Linked DNA regions of Mus musculus: region 2 is linked to region 1. A link is a contact called in public Hi-C data. All regions are on one chromosome and are shown on one strand. The core of a region is the stretch at or near the end of the contact, and the rest is flanking DNA. Distances in the headings are between cores, read along the strand shown.

Region 1 (7,649 bases), core at 3,400-5,899:
AAAGAAAAGCAAAGTTACAAGAGGTTAAACTTGACATGTCAGGTTTGGTTTTTTCTTCTTCTAAACTGCCTGTCTTGGAGAATAGCCCATGTACTACCTGAGGTCATAGAATTCTGTGAAAAAAATGTGTATTGGAAGGTGGTTTTACATAGAGAGCAAGAGCGTGGGATCTGATCTTCCAGGTTACCACTTGCAAATACCTCTATGCTCTTTATGCCTTAGTGCTTTTTCATGTAAAATAAGGTATGTGTTTACCTCCCAGAAGTTGTAGTGAGGCATGTGGAAAATGTCTAACGAATTTTCAGTCCTGTTTAAGGAGGTTCTGTTAATGGGCATTTAGGTAATGGCTAGAATTTTGCAATTCAGCAATAAATAATGCTGATATATAATTTCACACATGTACATGTTTATACTTAGAATTAATTTTTGTGGTAAAAATTCTGGCTTAAATGAGAATATATATATATATATATATATATGCATTTAGGTTTTGATAGATCTTGCAATTTGTCTGTTCAAAGAGGTTATACCAATCCATAGTTTCAGGCCATCTTAGGGTCTTTATTGCTGTAAAGAAACACCATGACCACAGGAACTCTTATAAAAGAGAGCATTTAATTGAGGCTGTCTTACCGTTTCAGCGGTCTAGTCCTTTATTGTCATGGTGGGAAACATGGCAGAGAGACATTGGTACTAGAGAAGGAGCTGAGAGTTCAACATCTGGATCTGCAGGCAGCAGAAGGAGACAGGAGACACACTGGGTGTAGCTTGAGCATAGGAGACCTCAAAGCCTGTCCCCACAATGATGCACTTCCTCCAACAAGCCACACCTCCCAATAGTGCAACTCCCTATGGGGCACGAATTCAAACACATGCGTCTATGGGGGGGGGCATGCCTATTCAAACCACCACAAGCCATAGTGTGTAATTCTGAATATATGGGTAGAGTTATGTGAATACTTTAGCTTGGGTGGTCATGGAAGCCTGCTCTGTGGATGTAACATGGACATTAAATCCCAGATCATAATAGAGAACTAACTACATAAGCTCTGGGAACACAAAAAGCTGGGGTTGACCCTTATGTACTCAAAGATTAGAAAGTAGGCCAGTAGCTAGTGTTGTAAAACACATCTATAAGCCCAGCATTGAGGAGCTGAGTCAGAAAAGTCACTGAAACTTTGAGGCCAGCCTGGGCTATGTAGAGAGGTCATATTGGGAGAGGAAGGAAGAAAACAAAGTAAGACGGAAGGAAAAGCAAAAAGGAAAGGAAAGGCCAGTGCAGGCACAGGTGGGCAATGAGGAGGCAGGTGCAGGCACAGGTGGGCAATGAGGAGGCAGGTGCAGGCACAGGTGGGCAATGAGGAGGCAGGTGCTAGGCTGTGGTTAAGATGAGAAGGCGAGGTTTGTACAGACTCTACACGAGATTGTGTTTTAAGTACAATAGAAATCAGTAGAAGTCTGTTTGTATGGTTGCTTTTATTTATTTATTTTTTTGAGACAGGGTCTCTCTTGGAGTCTGGGCGGGTCTTGAACACATTATGTAGCTGATGAAGACCTGCCTCTGCCTCCAAGTGATAAGATTAGGGGCATGGGGCACTATGTTTAGTCCCATTGGAGGATATAAGGTGTTTTTTTTTTTTTAATTACCTCTCATCGTAGACAATAGATAGTTGGAGGCAAGAAGAGGCGGCAAGGAGATGAGTTGGGAGTTACTTACTGACCAACCATTTCCAGAGGAACTGGAGTTGGAGGGGTGGAGCCTGCTCACTTGACTGGTGGCTTGAGTACAGAGGGCTGGGGAAGGGCAGTGAGACAGCAGAGAGAGAACCCAAGGACTATGCTGCTCTCTTGGCTCTGCTATTACTAGAGGTGTGACCTTGGACAATAGTCTTTCTTATTAGTTCCTTAATGTTCTTTTATTGTAAAATGAAGAGTCATTCCCTTGTCGTGGTATGAGTAAAAGGTGGCGTATATGTATACACATACATATATATGTGTGCATATATGTGTGTGTGTGTGTCTATATTTATGTATGTATATATGTGTGCGTATCTCTATATGCTATATGTATGTGTATGTGCTACATAAAGTCAGCTGGTGTCATGCATTAAGCTGGGGAAGGCTGGAGATACAGGGTGAGCCCATTCCTATCTGCTTTACTATTCTGTCCTTAGTTTACGCAGCAGTACTTGCATGTAGTAGCCATTAAGTACTATTGAATGAAATGATTGAATGAGCAGAAACTAGACCCATGAGAAGCAGAATGGGATTGGACAAATGTCAAGAGAGACATTACACGATGCTATACATCCAAATTGATAGTAGAAAGCTTGTGCTATTTATAATGAAGACTAAAACTTCAAAAGAATTAAAAAAAAAGATACTGACACAGTACCACGAGCAGTGGTGTCAGCAGAACTTTCGAGTGAAGTTTTTCCTTTAAGGCTTCGGGTCCCCAAGACTAAAAAGCAAGGTTTGACCCCTGAAGCTCTTCTGTGTTCCCCAGGCAGCTCCCTGACATGGTTTGGACCCTGGGGCTTGTCATTCAAGAACATTTGTAGAGAGAAAGGAATCCCATTTCTTAGTAGCTCATAAATGGGTTTATAATTAAATGTAGAGTGAAGAAGGCATACCGCAATCTTACGAATTAAATAATTCAAATGAGGAAAACTAAAACAGGCATGATTCAGCGGCGCAAAGATAAAATGTCAGGGCCTCAAGTTCAATTGATCTTATCCTAACAGCCATGGTCACATGCTCACTCATCTATTCTAGAAAGGGTCACCAAGCAACTACCGTGTGGCAGACACAGGCACCTGGGACACCTCACACAAGAAAGAGAAAAAAGAAATAAATGAAAGTAAGAAAGAGATGGCTGTCTTCTTGGAGGGAAGGAGGATGACAGCCAATGGCAGGCGGTGTCCAGCAGGAGAGCATCCATCTTTTTGAGAGCTGATGGATGCTGACTGAAAACAAATGGGCAAGCAGAAGACTGCAGCTGCGAGGTTAGAACTTGTGCAGTGAGAGCGACACGGGCGAAAGGGACTCACGGAGATGAGTTTGCATTTGGGAGAAGGTTGCTCCGTGAACCCGGAACAGCTGTCCCCACCCACTCCATCGCATCTCTGCCTTATTTTTAAAGACAGGGTCTTTCAATGAACCTACAACTCACTGGTTGATTAGACTGGCTGGTCAGTAAACCTTAGGGATCCAGTCTCAATCTCAGTGCTGGGATTACACGTGCAAGCTGCTGCCAGGCCTGGCTTTTCATGAGGATGCTGGCAGTCCAAGTGCTATATGCCCAGACTCTGCTGATGGAGCCATCTCCCTGCCCCCATGACTTAGACATTAAAAAGTGGAATTTGGCTTTGGATATGAGAAAAACTCTTTTGAGAAATGGGTAGACCAGTTAAGAGGTTGGAGGAGTAAGATAGATGATACTGGGTCACTCTAGGCTGACACTTTCGGTGGAAAATGGCCATGTTCTGGATAGGATCTCCCTGGAAGGCAGGCATCAGACTTTCCTAGGACTGAATACAGGGTGTGAGCGAAACAGTTAAGAATTACTCCCCAGATCTTTAGCCTGGACAACTAGAGGGGTGAAGATTTCATCAACGGAGACCAAGGGCCTGGGGTGAAGTTCAGAAAAGCAGTCTGGGCATATTGTCGTGGATGGTAGTTACATTGCCAAGGCCATATGTTGACTAGGCAGCTGGATATGCAAGTCTGGAGTTCAAGGGAGAGTGACCATGGTAGGTAAATAAATCTGAGAATTATTTGTCTGTAACCATCTATATGACGAAAGACCACATGAGCTCACGAGGGGACTGAGGACTGATAGATCAGAGATAAGGACGGGAGCTGAGTTGTGGACTTAAGAGGCAGGAAGAGGTATAGGGATTATCAGGCGTTGCCAGTGCTGGCACGAAGCCAGGGCGCACAGAATACCTGAAGCCTAGAAAGAATGTGGAAAGGGAGCCATAGCTTGTGAGTTGAGGGGTGGTCAGGCTCCTCCTGTCACCCAGAGAGATACTGAGGATCAGCACTGGGGTGGCAGTGCAGAGGAGTGGAGAGAGAGGCCCCAAGGTCCCAAAGAGTGCAGCATCCACTTCCTCCCTTAGAGAAGGACGCCTCTCCTTCCAGTTGTCCTGCTTCTCCAGGCACGGAGAAAGGAGCAGGCTGGAAATAGCACTTTGAGTGACACAGCGATGTGTCTCTGACCCTTCTGTGACACTAGTTACATTAAACCAGTCCTAAATGGCCCTTTGGGACTCCCAAGCAGATAAGATTTCTTTCTCTTTTGTTTCATGTGCCACTCAGGACCTCTTGAATTCTTGCAGTTTTTATTAAGGATTTCTTATCCACCAATAAGCAACACTCAGACCCCACAACCCCTGTGGTAATGGATTGCACGGTTATTTAAGGATGGTCTCAGGCACCAGCGTGGACCAGTCATTGCCCAAAGCCTCCACCTTATTAAGCACTTGCCAAATGGCCGGCTCCTGTTCTTCCTTCCTTCCTGGAAGCCTTCTCAATCCCCAAAGCTATTTTTGTAGCAAAGAGATTATGACAACATATGGAGGCCTCACTCTGCTCCCCCAGAGCACAACAAAGTCTTGTCTTTGCTTCAGCCAGCCACTTGGTGAATGCCACAGGCTTTGGGCAACTGTGAGTCCTCGTGATTTGTGGGACTTTACCAGAGAGCCACAGCACACACGGCAGCTGGTCTGAAGAACATACTAACCTGATGTTTCCCGTTCGTGTGGGGCATGGAATCTTCTCCATTTGTCAAGCAGAGTTGGTCCTGTCAATCCCACAAATCCCTGGGTGTATTCACATCTCTGCCTCGAACAAAGGCAGTACAATCCTAGAAGATTGGCGTTCTGTGAGCAGCTCAACGCAGTGAGGGTTGTTGAAGACTTTTAGCGTTAAATATATTCTCTCTTTTCAAATAAACATAAAAGGAAAGGAAAAGTTGTGATGAATTGTCAGCTCTCGGTTTAAAATCGGACTCATCTGTAAGCAAAACATTATCATTCTTTGAGCAACAAGCAAATCTGAGTAAGCGATTGCCAGTCATTTATTACAGTGTTCTCTACCGTCTCAGGATAGAGCACACGGCGAGTTATAGCAGAATCCCCAAACTAATTTATATCATCATGGCAACTAGTTGTAATAATTTCCAGCCAGGCTCGAAATTGAAAAGTTCATTTTGTTGTCTGGATCCATGGCCGTTCCACGAGAGCAGACACTTGGCAGCTCAATTTTTAAACGTTGTTGAAGAAAAATCCCTCCCTGTGCCGATCAGGTTGTTTTGGCTTTGGGAAACTTAGTGCTTTCTAAAGAAAATCTGACCATGTTCAAGTTTCTTCACCTTAGGGCACAGAAGTCCTCTCTCTTGTCTTATTGTGGGTCTGAAGGCTCCAGATTCACTAAGCTCGAGGACACAGCCAGTTAGATTTGTGACCCCTACCCCTCAGTGCTAACAGACCCCGGCACGTTAATACCTCCTGCCTCTTGTTTCTTCATCTCTGTTACTGAAAAATGGCCTTCGTTGTAAATCTGCTGATGAGATTATGTGAGATTATGCTTTACCACTCCCATCTGCAGGCTTGATCATGGGGGGAAATATGATGTAGGTTAACTCAGAAGGACACCTCAGCATGCGTTTCTCATCTGCATCCTCTACCCCCCTTAATGCATCTTACACATCACCTACGAAGGTTTCAGGTCAGGGGTGAAAGGGCCAGATGAGGTCTAGGAGGGTGGTCAGCTACCTGTGTAGGGACACTCTTCATGGCCACCATCAGTTGGGCCACATAAAGCAGCAGTGGCCAACACCTCCCTTTATGGCTGGTTGTTAGTCGGCTTTGATTGAGTGTGTATCTTTTGCTCAGGGATTTCAAACTAACCAGCACACTCACTCTGCTGCTTGCCTATCTCAATGAGATGTCCTGAGCAACAGCTGCGGGTAGGGTGTGTGTGTGTGTGTGTGTGTGTGTGTGTGTGTGTGTGTGTGTGTGTGTGATGAGCAATAGTTGAAACACACATATACTCACACCCTTGCTGCTGGTTCCTGATTCTTCTTTATCTGGCTTCTCAACAAGGAAGGACATTGAAAGATCTGACATTCTGGTATTGACTTTCCCTTTAAAATACTAGATCCTTAGAATTCCTTTTCAACAGACTGTGTCTGGCCAGAAAGTCTACATGAATTGAAGAATTGAAGCAAAATATTTGTATTTGACTGAAAATATATATAACTTTGGGATTTTGTTTGCAACATGTTTTCAGTCCAATATCTGAAGACGTGATACTGGAGCCACGCCAGGGAAGGGTCGTTCCTGTTACTGCTCCTCCAGGGGAACAAACCAAACATATCACCACTGTTTTTTCTTTCCCTGGAAACTTACAACCTACCCCCAGCACTTGACAACTTGGTATTTGTTCTGGGGATTTCCATCTGCACTCTGGTTTTGTGACTTCATTTTTGCAACCATAGAGATTGGTGGCTAGCCTGTGAAGTATCTTACCTATGTTTGGGATGTCAGGGGTCCTTGTTAACATTGGTGCTTTTATCAGACAGTCCTGTATGGGACCCTCCCACGGATGTTGCCTGTTCCCTATGGAAAGAGCCTCTTTCCTGCATGTAGATGGTTTTGGCTTACCTAGGGAGAAGCTGGCAGTCTTGTTTGCAGACTTTCGTTTTTCATCAGCAGTCCGGTGGTGACAGTGAGCCCTAGCTGTTTCTTCCAGTCACTGGCTCACAGGAATGGTGCTGAATGCTTAGAGGTAGCACAGAGCTTCAGGGATTGCAGGAGCTTCACCAATGTGCCCTCACTCTAGCCCTCCATTGTCACAGCAGTAGGTCTTACCTCATGGTTGATTAGTGTGCTTGGTGCCTTGGGGCAGGCTGTGGGGGACAATGCCATGGCGTGTCTGCACCAATTTCTCAACAATTACATTTTCAACTGCCTACTGCCCCCTTCCACATAGGTGACTTCATTTTTGTCTCCACTACAAAGAATTCCTCTCACAATAGGATTCTTGCAGGTTTCTTCTCCTCCTCTAGTGTTTCCCTTGCTCTCACCCTGCCTCTCTGCACTCTTTCAGTCTTGGTGAATAAAGGGTCCTCCCCCCCCCCCTTTTTTTTACTTCCTAAGACTTTTATCATCTGAGACAATGATCTCTTCAAAAGAAAGTACATGCTGAGGAAATCCCCCTTGATGAGGGCTGGGAATCCCAGCCTTTGCTTGCTTTCCTGCCTGTGGGCTCTGTGGCATTATTCACTCACAGTTATCTTTAGGATGGACCAGACAGTGTGCGTAGGGCTTGGTTGTGGGCTCTGTTGGTAAAGCTCTAGCTATGCGGCCATGAAAATCTGTCTTTGAACCCTTGGAACCCAGGTAAAGGTTAGTGTAGTAGTGTATATCTAATCCCGGTGTTCGTGTGTCAAGGAGGAAGGTGGAAACAGGAGAACCCCGGCAACCTCCAGGTCCAGGTAGCCTGGGAGACACAGTGGTGAATAAAGGAGAGCCCCTGTCTCAAACAGGGTGGAAAAGGTCAGGGCTAACACCTGGGGCTGTCTTAGGGCCTTCACATGCAGGCCAGTTCTCTCTCTGTCTCCCAGGAACCTTTTTTTTTCACAT
Region 2 (7,649 bases), core at 1,665-4,164, 81 kb after region 1:
AAACAGAGAGGGAGGGAAAATACATACACATTCGTGTTTGTGTGCATTTGGTGAGGGCATACAAAGCTTTGGAGGACAGAGGACACCTTAGTTATCATTTCTCAGGTGCCATCCACCTTGAGGTTTAGGAGTGCATATCCCTGGCCTGGAACTCATCAGGTAACCTAGGCTGGCTGACCAACAATACACAGGAACCTGCCTGCCTCTGTCTCCCCAATCCAGAGGGTACGCACTCATGCCTCCAGGACCAGGCTTTTGCCGTGTTCTGTTGTGTTCTGCATTTTGTTTTGTTTTGGTTTAGTTTGGTTTTTTTGAGATAGAAATTCACTCTATAGTTCTGGCTGGCCTAGAACTTGATATGTAGACTAACTAGGCTAGCCTTGAACTCAGAGCTCCACTTGCCTCTGCCACTCCTGGCCAGCCCCTGCTATTCTGTTAGGTACAATGTAGCAACAGGAAGTGTAACATTTTAGCCAATAAAGAGAAGGCCATGAAATAAGCAGGGAAATTGGAGGCAGAAGAATCTCTAGTTTAAGCCCATCCAAGGACACACAGTGAGAGTCTGAAAAGATAAATAATAATTTTCATTTAAAGAAGCAAGACAGTGGGAGAATCACACAGGTTGCCGGGTCCCAAGAGTTTGGACCATTTTCTTAGATTTTATCCCTCCAGCTAGGGATCAGAACCAATAAGAGCACGGGCCTGCTTTAAAGTTTTCAGTCCACGGCGCTGAGATGTTTCACAGCGAGAACCACAGTTCATCTGCGACATGCATGGGTACAGGTCAGGAGGCAAACCTCTGGAGACAGTTCCTACCAGACAACTTGTGGGATGCAGGATCAACCTCAGACTATGAGGCCTGGGTGCAAATGCTTCTACCTACTGAGCTAGCTCACCTTCACACAGCTACAAGAGTTGTAACAGGCTGCTCTGTGCAGTAAGACATCTGATTTGCTTACTAAGACATTGATACTCATCAGCTTTTTGTTACCAATGAAAATATGGGAGGCCAGGCAGTGGTGGCACACGCCTTTAATCCCAGCACTTGGGAAGCAGAGGCAGGTGGGTTTCTGAGTTCGAGGTCAGCCTGAAAGGAAGAAAGAAAGAAAAAAGAAAGTATGTGAGTCTGCAACCCTATAGGTGGAACAACAATATGAACTAACCAGTACCCCCCCAGAGCTCGTGTCTCTAGCTGCATATGTAGCAGAAGATGGCCTAGTTAGCCATCACTGAGAAGAGAGGCCCCTTGGTATTGTAAACTGTATATGCCCCAGTACAGGGGAATGCCAGGGCCAAGAAGTGGGAATGAGTGGGTAGGGAAGCAGGGCGGGGGGAGGGTATGGGGAACTTTCGGGATAGCATTTGAAATGTGTATAAAGAAAATATCTAATGAAAAGAAAAGGAAAGAAAACAAAAAGAAAAAGTATGTGAGCCAGGCTAGTTTATCAAAGAAATTCACTCAGCCTCCAGTAGTTCCGGAAGCTCAAGGGCTTGCTTGGCACCTGCCTGGGCTCAGTTCTGGGAGGATCCATTTGGCTGTCCCACATCATGGCAGATGGCAGTCTCAAGACCATGTGTACAAATGATCACACGACAGTCAGGAAGAGGGAGGAGCTGGGCATGGCCAGGCTCAGGTTTCTATGTCAAGCCTTGATGAGAACTACCTAGGACTTTGTGAAAATCTCCCTAATGGATCTCAAGTGATCTAAAGGCCCCCTGGGTGTCCCTAAGTGTCCCATGCTACACTACAGGACACCACTAGTCACATAAGATGTTGAGAGACAAGCTACATGCAGTGTCCCATGAAGAGAACTATAAGGCTATGTGTGACATCTTAGATATTTAAATTCGGGATATAAATAACAAAATGATTTGTGTTGTTTTGTTACTGTTTTTAGATTTCTTTATTTTACATATACAGGTGTTCTGCCTGCATGTATGTTTGTGTACCACATATGTGCAGTGCCTGGAGAGGCCAGGAAAGGGCACTGGAGCCCTCAGAAAAGGATGGTAGCTGCCATGTGCACGCTGGGGTTTGAATCTCCATTCTCTGGAAAAGTGCTCTCAATGACCGAACCGTCTCTTCGATACCCAAAAAAGGTGTTCTTGATCAATAGCTAGGGGTATAGTCATGGATAAGTTATTTGACTATTAAATATCTCTTTTATTCATATATTAGATGGGGATAAATTTTTATCAGAAGACCTCTCAGTGGTCCTGCTCAGGATGGGAAATTGATGTGTTCATTGTAATAGCCATTAAAAACATTGAACCATAAAGAATAAGACCTTAAGCACTTTAACTTAAAGCTTGAATATGTACACACCCTTTCATCATCAGTGAATTTTTAGAAATCATTTTACCTTGTGTGTACGGGTGTTTTGCCTGCATGTATGTCAGTGTGTCATGGGCACAATTGGTGCCCACAGAGGCCAGAAAATGGTGTTAGATCCCCTGGAACTGGTGTTACAGGGGATTGTGAGCCATCATGTAGGTGCTGATAATTGAACCCAGTCCTTTGGAAGAGCAGCTAGTGCTCTTAACCACTAGAGCCCAGAGCTCCATAGTCTTTTTGTGTAGAATTTTATTCCTTTTCTCGTCGTGTGATGAAAGCCCCGACAGAAGGAACTTAAGGGAGAAGGGAATTGGGGGTCTCATGGTTTCAGAAGGTATAGTCTGTCATGGTAGGTCAGGGGAGGGGTGATGGGATCACGTGACAGGAGGAGAACAGGGCAGATAGCAAATCCTGGCTTTGACCTTTACCATCTCAACCCTGACGGCCTCCTCCCACCAGACAGGCCCTGCTGCCAAAGCCACCACAACCCTCACAACAGGACCACAAGCTAGAAACCCAGCACTGTTCGTGACATGACCCTGTGGGGTAGTGGACCTTCCACCCCTCTTCTCCAATGAGTCAGAACACAGCAGCTGTGAGGGCCCTGCTAGTCAGCTGTTGAATGAGCAATACATAGAAGACACAGCCACAACCTCATGCCCCAAAATTTGGTCTATCCTCTCAATTAGATCAGGGACATTAAGGCTTGCAATTAGTCTTTTCTGTGTGTGTGTGTGTGTGTGTGTGTGTGTGTGTGTGTGTGTGTGTGTGTGTGTGTGCACACACACACACACACACACACACACACACACACGGACTTGCTTTTGAGTGTGAGTATCTGAAATACAGACTCATCATAATGATCCAACCACAGTAACTGTGGATTCTTCACTGGTAACTTTGGTCTCCTAATTAGATGGAACAGTTCTAATGATCCCACATTTTCTTCTGTCTCAGTATCATTTGCATTCCTTTCTTCTTTTATTTTTGAGATATAATACAATTACATCATTTTCTCCTTCGTTTTCCTCCCTCCAAACCCACCCTCCATATACCCCTCCTTGCTCTCTCATATTCGTGGTCTCCTTTTCTTTACACACACACACACACACACACACACACACACACACACACACTGCTTGATCTGTATAATGCTGCTTGTTCGTTTGTGTTTTCAAGGGCTGACCCCCAGCTGGTGTGTCCTTCCCTAGGGAAGGCTGTTTCTCCTGCTCTCGGCATTTCTTAGTTGCTAGCAGTACTTTAGAGCTCAACTCCACCCCCACCCCCTCATCAACACATTTATGTCTATTGGTGTCATGGGTTTTTTGTTTGTTTTGTTCTGGTTTTAAGACTAGGCAGGGGTCAGGGGGAGGAGTTGGAGAGGAAGGAATGAGGAGTAGGTTTGATCAAAATACATACACAAGTATAAAATTCTCAATTAAAAATTAGAAGACCCTTATAAAACCTTGAAAAATCCAGTATTTGTCTAGGAAAATGGCTGAGTGGTTAAGACCACATATTGTTCTTATAGAGAATCTGAGTTCAGTTCCCAGCCTTCACATCAGGCGGGCAGCTCACCCCTGCCTGGCAATCCAGCATCAGAGAGCCGACCCCTCTCTCAAGCCTTGAGCCCGTGTGCACACATGCACATAAGTGCACATAAATTAATAATAATAATAATAATAATACCTAGTATCCTGTAAATACCGTGATCCCTCCCAAAGGTTGTTTCAGCAACATATTAAGTCTTATTAAATAACTTGAAACATATCTGATTTTTTTAAAGGAAGAATAAATAGTAAGTAAAGGTAGCTATCAATGTTCTGATTTTGAGTCTACTACTAAACAAGAATGATTTGTAGTAATGTAAGAGTATTATTCAGATTTATCAAAATAGTCCTTAAGTAGCAGAATGTCACTCACTAATGTACAGATACATGACACAGAAGTGTGACCAGTCCTGAGCATGCAGAGCGTTTCCAGGAAAAAATAGTATGTCATGTTGAAAGGGTTAGCAATCTACCCCCGTGTCGCTCTGAGTAGCATAGACTCCCAGGGATTCCCAAGCCTTTAGAAAGGACTAAGGGTCATACTCTGCTCCTTCATTCTGCGTTTACAAGACAGGGAAGTCTCCATCCCAGAGAGTACCAAGACTGAACACCCAGCACTGAGTGCTCAGCACTGTGGGGGTCAAAGCTGGGTTGGGTCCCCTGCCAGAATCCATGCTCTCTGTACGTTCAGAAGCTCTCATTGTACTTTGGCCTCCTTCACATTTAAAAAAAAAAAAAAAAAGGATTTGAAAACCAGGAAATGCTACCTGGATACTGGAAGCAGGAAGTGGGGGGCTGTGGTCAGGCGAGGGAAACAGTCTCTGCTCCGCCACTCAGTGAGTCCAGGCAAGCACTCTGGCCAGCCACTTAGAAAGGTATAGAAAGCAGAGGCATGAAGATGCTTGGGAAGAGAGTGGAGGAAAGAGCGGCATTCTAACAGAAAACACAGATGGTTAGCCTGGAGCAGGCCTGCTAAGAAGGAGCAGGAGGATAATATGGAAAACTACCGGAGTCTCTTATTAAAAGAAGCATCTCTAGGCACTGCCCAGTTTCCGCTGTTTAGAAAGAAAAGGACACAGGCAAGAAATGCTAGTCAAGGTCTTAGTGAGGGTAGAATTCTGGTCCAGGCCTCAGTTGGGATGGGGATGGGGAGAATCTGAACCATATCACATGGGGTAAGGGGTCCCAGGCTTGCCTAGAGCTCCTATGATCTCCTAGTTCAACCTCCCAAGGGAGCTACGCCTTGCTACTAGCTTGTGCCACCACATCCAGCTCTCTTTCATTTAAACACACACACACACACACACACACACACACACACACACACACACACACACACACACCCCTCTGTCTGAGACTCCTCAGGCTCAGTTGGCTGTGGCCTGGATTCCAGGCCATTTGAAACCATTTTTCCAGCACTCAGGGTTTCATCCCACATGGTGGGATTCTTTTGGAAGCAATGGGAACTCTTTGGAGGCTCTGTGTTTTAAAGCAGCGATTCTCAACCTGTGAGTCGTGACCCTTCTGGGAGTTGAATGGCCCTTTTGCAGGGGTCACATACCAGATATCCTGCATATCAGATATTTACATTATGATTCATAACAGTAGCAAAATTACAGATTTGAAATAACAATGAAATAATTTTATGGTTGGAGGTCACAACATGAGAGCCTGCATTAAATAAAGGGTTGAGGCATTAGGAAGGTTGAGAACCACCTTGTTTTAAGGAGTTTGGTAACTATTTGACACATTACCATTCCCGCCTGTGTTTCCACAGTGGAAGCAGAGACAAGCAACTTTGGAGCTATTTTCAACTGTAGATTCGAAACAAAACTGAAACAAAGCAACAGTCAGCGCCAAAATCAAGAGCTATCCCTCAATACTAGGTCCCCCAGATGGTCTATGATTAGCCTCCGTGGGTATCAAGGCTTCCAAACACTGCCAACAGCTGGAACATCAGCCTCCTTAGGAGCAAAGAATGAAAGTTACAAAGAAGCAGAGTAGGTTTGCTTGTCTGCTGTCAGCATCCAAGAGAGGCATCTGATAGAAAACACAGAGATGACATCTCTCATCCTGCTTCTATTCCTAAGAAGCTGCCCGACAGCATCTGTTTGAGTCAAATCATTTCCCATTGACTAAACGTGTGATTTGTAGTGTAGATTGTCTGGTTTTAGCTCATTAATCTTCACCAGCAGGAACTCTTCAAATCTGAAGATTCCGGTCCCCATCTCCCGAGATTCTCACTCACCATTCATAAGCTGGAACATATTTAAGAGAATTTATGGAGAATATTCCTGGAGATGATTTTTTTTTCCCTAGGGTATATAGCTGATCTCCGTATGTTGGGATGATTAACAGGAACTTTTTTTTTTCTGCTGTAGGCAAGTTCCATTATATGATGGTTTGGCCTCTCCTCAGCTGTCCTTATAAATGCATAGAAGGGCAGTCATCCCAAGTATGGTCAGAAGCTAGAGAGAGAGAACATGTTGGCATGAGCCCACCAGTGCCACCTGGTCTGGGTCTGCATCCGCTGGCTGTACTGAGAGAATGGTGGAGCTCACAGCCCGCTTCTGAAGTTGGAGGGATTTTGTAGTCATTAGGCCTTTGGGAGCTCTTCTGTGAGAAAGCTGCTCACACAGGCGTGCGTGTCTTTAGTCAAGTCGTACTTGTGACACTGTCTTTAACTCTGCTAGGTCTGGCAGCGTCATCTTTAGCACCTCAAGTAAAAGTTACATGCAAATGTTAACGTGAGAGTCAGAGCTCACTCAAGAACAATAAAGCAGGGGACTGGGAGAAGTAAAAACAAAGCAAAACCCACACATCTGTACAGCTGTTTATTCACGGAACATAGCTCCAAATTCAAGAATAACAAAGCACTGTTGGCTAACCCTAAGTCTAAGAGTCCTTGCTTCTCAAGAGTGCCCCCGCCCCTTTGTGGGGACAGTATAAACTGTGTGATTTGGGTTAACCAGTCCCTAAAAGTGGATCTGAGCTGCAGGCACATCCCAACGCTAAGGTAAGCATGGTTGCTTAGTGCACCTGTTCTCTGGAGTGCATGCTTGCCCACGCTCAGAGAAAGTGGCCATCTTGCAGGCAAATGATGTGTTCCTTGGCCGTTTTCTTTCCATTTCGGTGTGTCTGTAAACAGGAATGTAAGGATTTGTGTAGCCCTGGTCCTGTCCTATTTTCTGTTGATGACCTTGCTGTCCCTAGAGACAGCTGTATAATTTTGGCTTCTTAGGGCTTCCTCTGCCCCCACAGCTCACTCTGTGAAGCTGAGACGGTGGCCAATGGCAGACTGTTAGGCAGTCGCCCACTCAAACGGTGCTCCCCAAGTGCTCAACTGGAAGCTCAGAATTCTGGGTCCTTCTTGGTGCCCAAGTTCTCCCTCCCTCACAGCTCCAGGCTGCACGGCAGCAGCTTTCCAGCCTGGGAAGGCTCCTGGACAGATGTTTAAAATGGTCGATACCGGCAGTTCATTGCTCTTCCATAATGAATAGAGCACGTAAGGGAGTTTATGTTTATGTCTTGGATTTTCACTCCAGAAAAGGAGCCTCAAACCATGGCCGAGAAACAGCAAATGCTCCTGTCTCTGAACGGAGGCTCTGTGATGCTGGCTCGCCCCAAGTAGCTTAGGAGCAAGAGGATGAACACATTTGGCAATCATCCTCTCAAACTGCTGTTACTCCAGGCAAAGCTGCCACTGAAGTCCAGCATGGGAGACTGCTTTGGCCTGAAGGCTGTTCTCTCACCTCTGCTTCTCC

The links. A called contact is a pair of places that touch in the nucleus more often than the background predicts.
Region 2: a contact with region 1 is called in a Hi-C map of myocytes, with 2.5 times the contacts expected there. The contact joins two enhancer-like sites. A contact is called at or near these places in 1 of 484 Hi-C or Micro-C datasets (myocytes) and 1 of 9 other capture datasets (embryonic stem cells).

What each region holds. Positions count from the first base shown.
Region 1 is chr14:46,946,527-46,954,175 of GRCm38.p6, forward strand. All of the region lies in intron 2 of Samd4 (sterile alpha motif domain containing 4), which reads left to right. Gm52120 (a long non-coding RNA gene) reads left to right here. Exons shown (of 2, transcript XR_003951144.1): 1 at 1-1,338; 2 at 1,370-7,649. Among named protein-coding and RNA genes, the nearest start is that of Mir378c, 4.6 kb to the right of the region's middle. Within about 2 kb of position 4,650, at least 9 of the 459 cell types and tissues checked have an H3K27ac peak or open chromatin away from gene starts, as enhancers often do. A contact at or near this core is called in myocytes, where this site is marked.
Region 2 is chr14:47,028,812-47,036,460 of GRCm38.p6, forward strand. All of the region lies in intron 3 of Samd4 (sterile alpha motif domain containing 4), which reads left to right. Among named protein-coding and RNA genes, the nearest start is that of Gm52121, 25 kb to the left of the region's middle. Within about 2 kb of position 2,915, at least 13 of the 459 cell types and tissues checked have an H3K27ac peak or open chromatin away from gene starts, as enhancers often do. A contact at or near this core is called in myocytes, where this site is marked.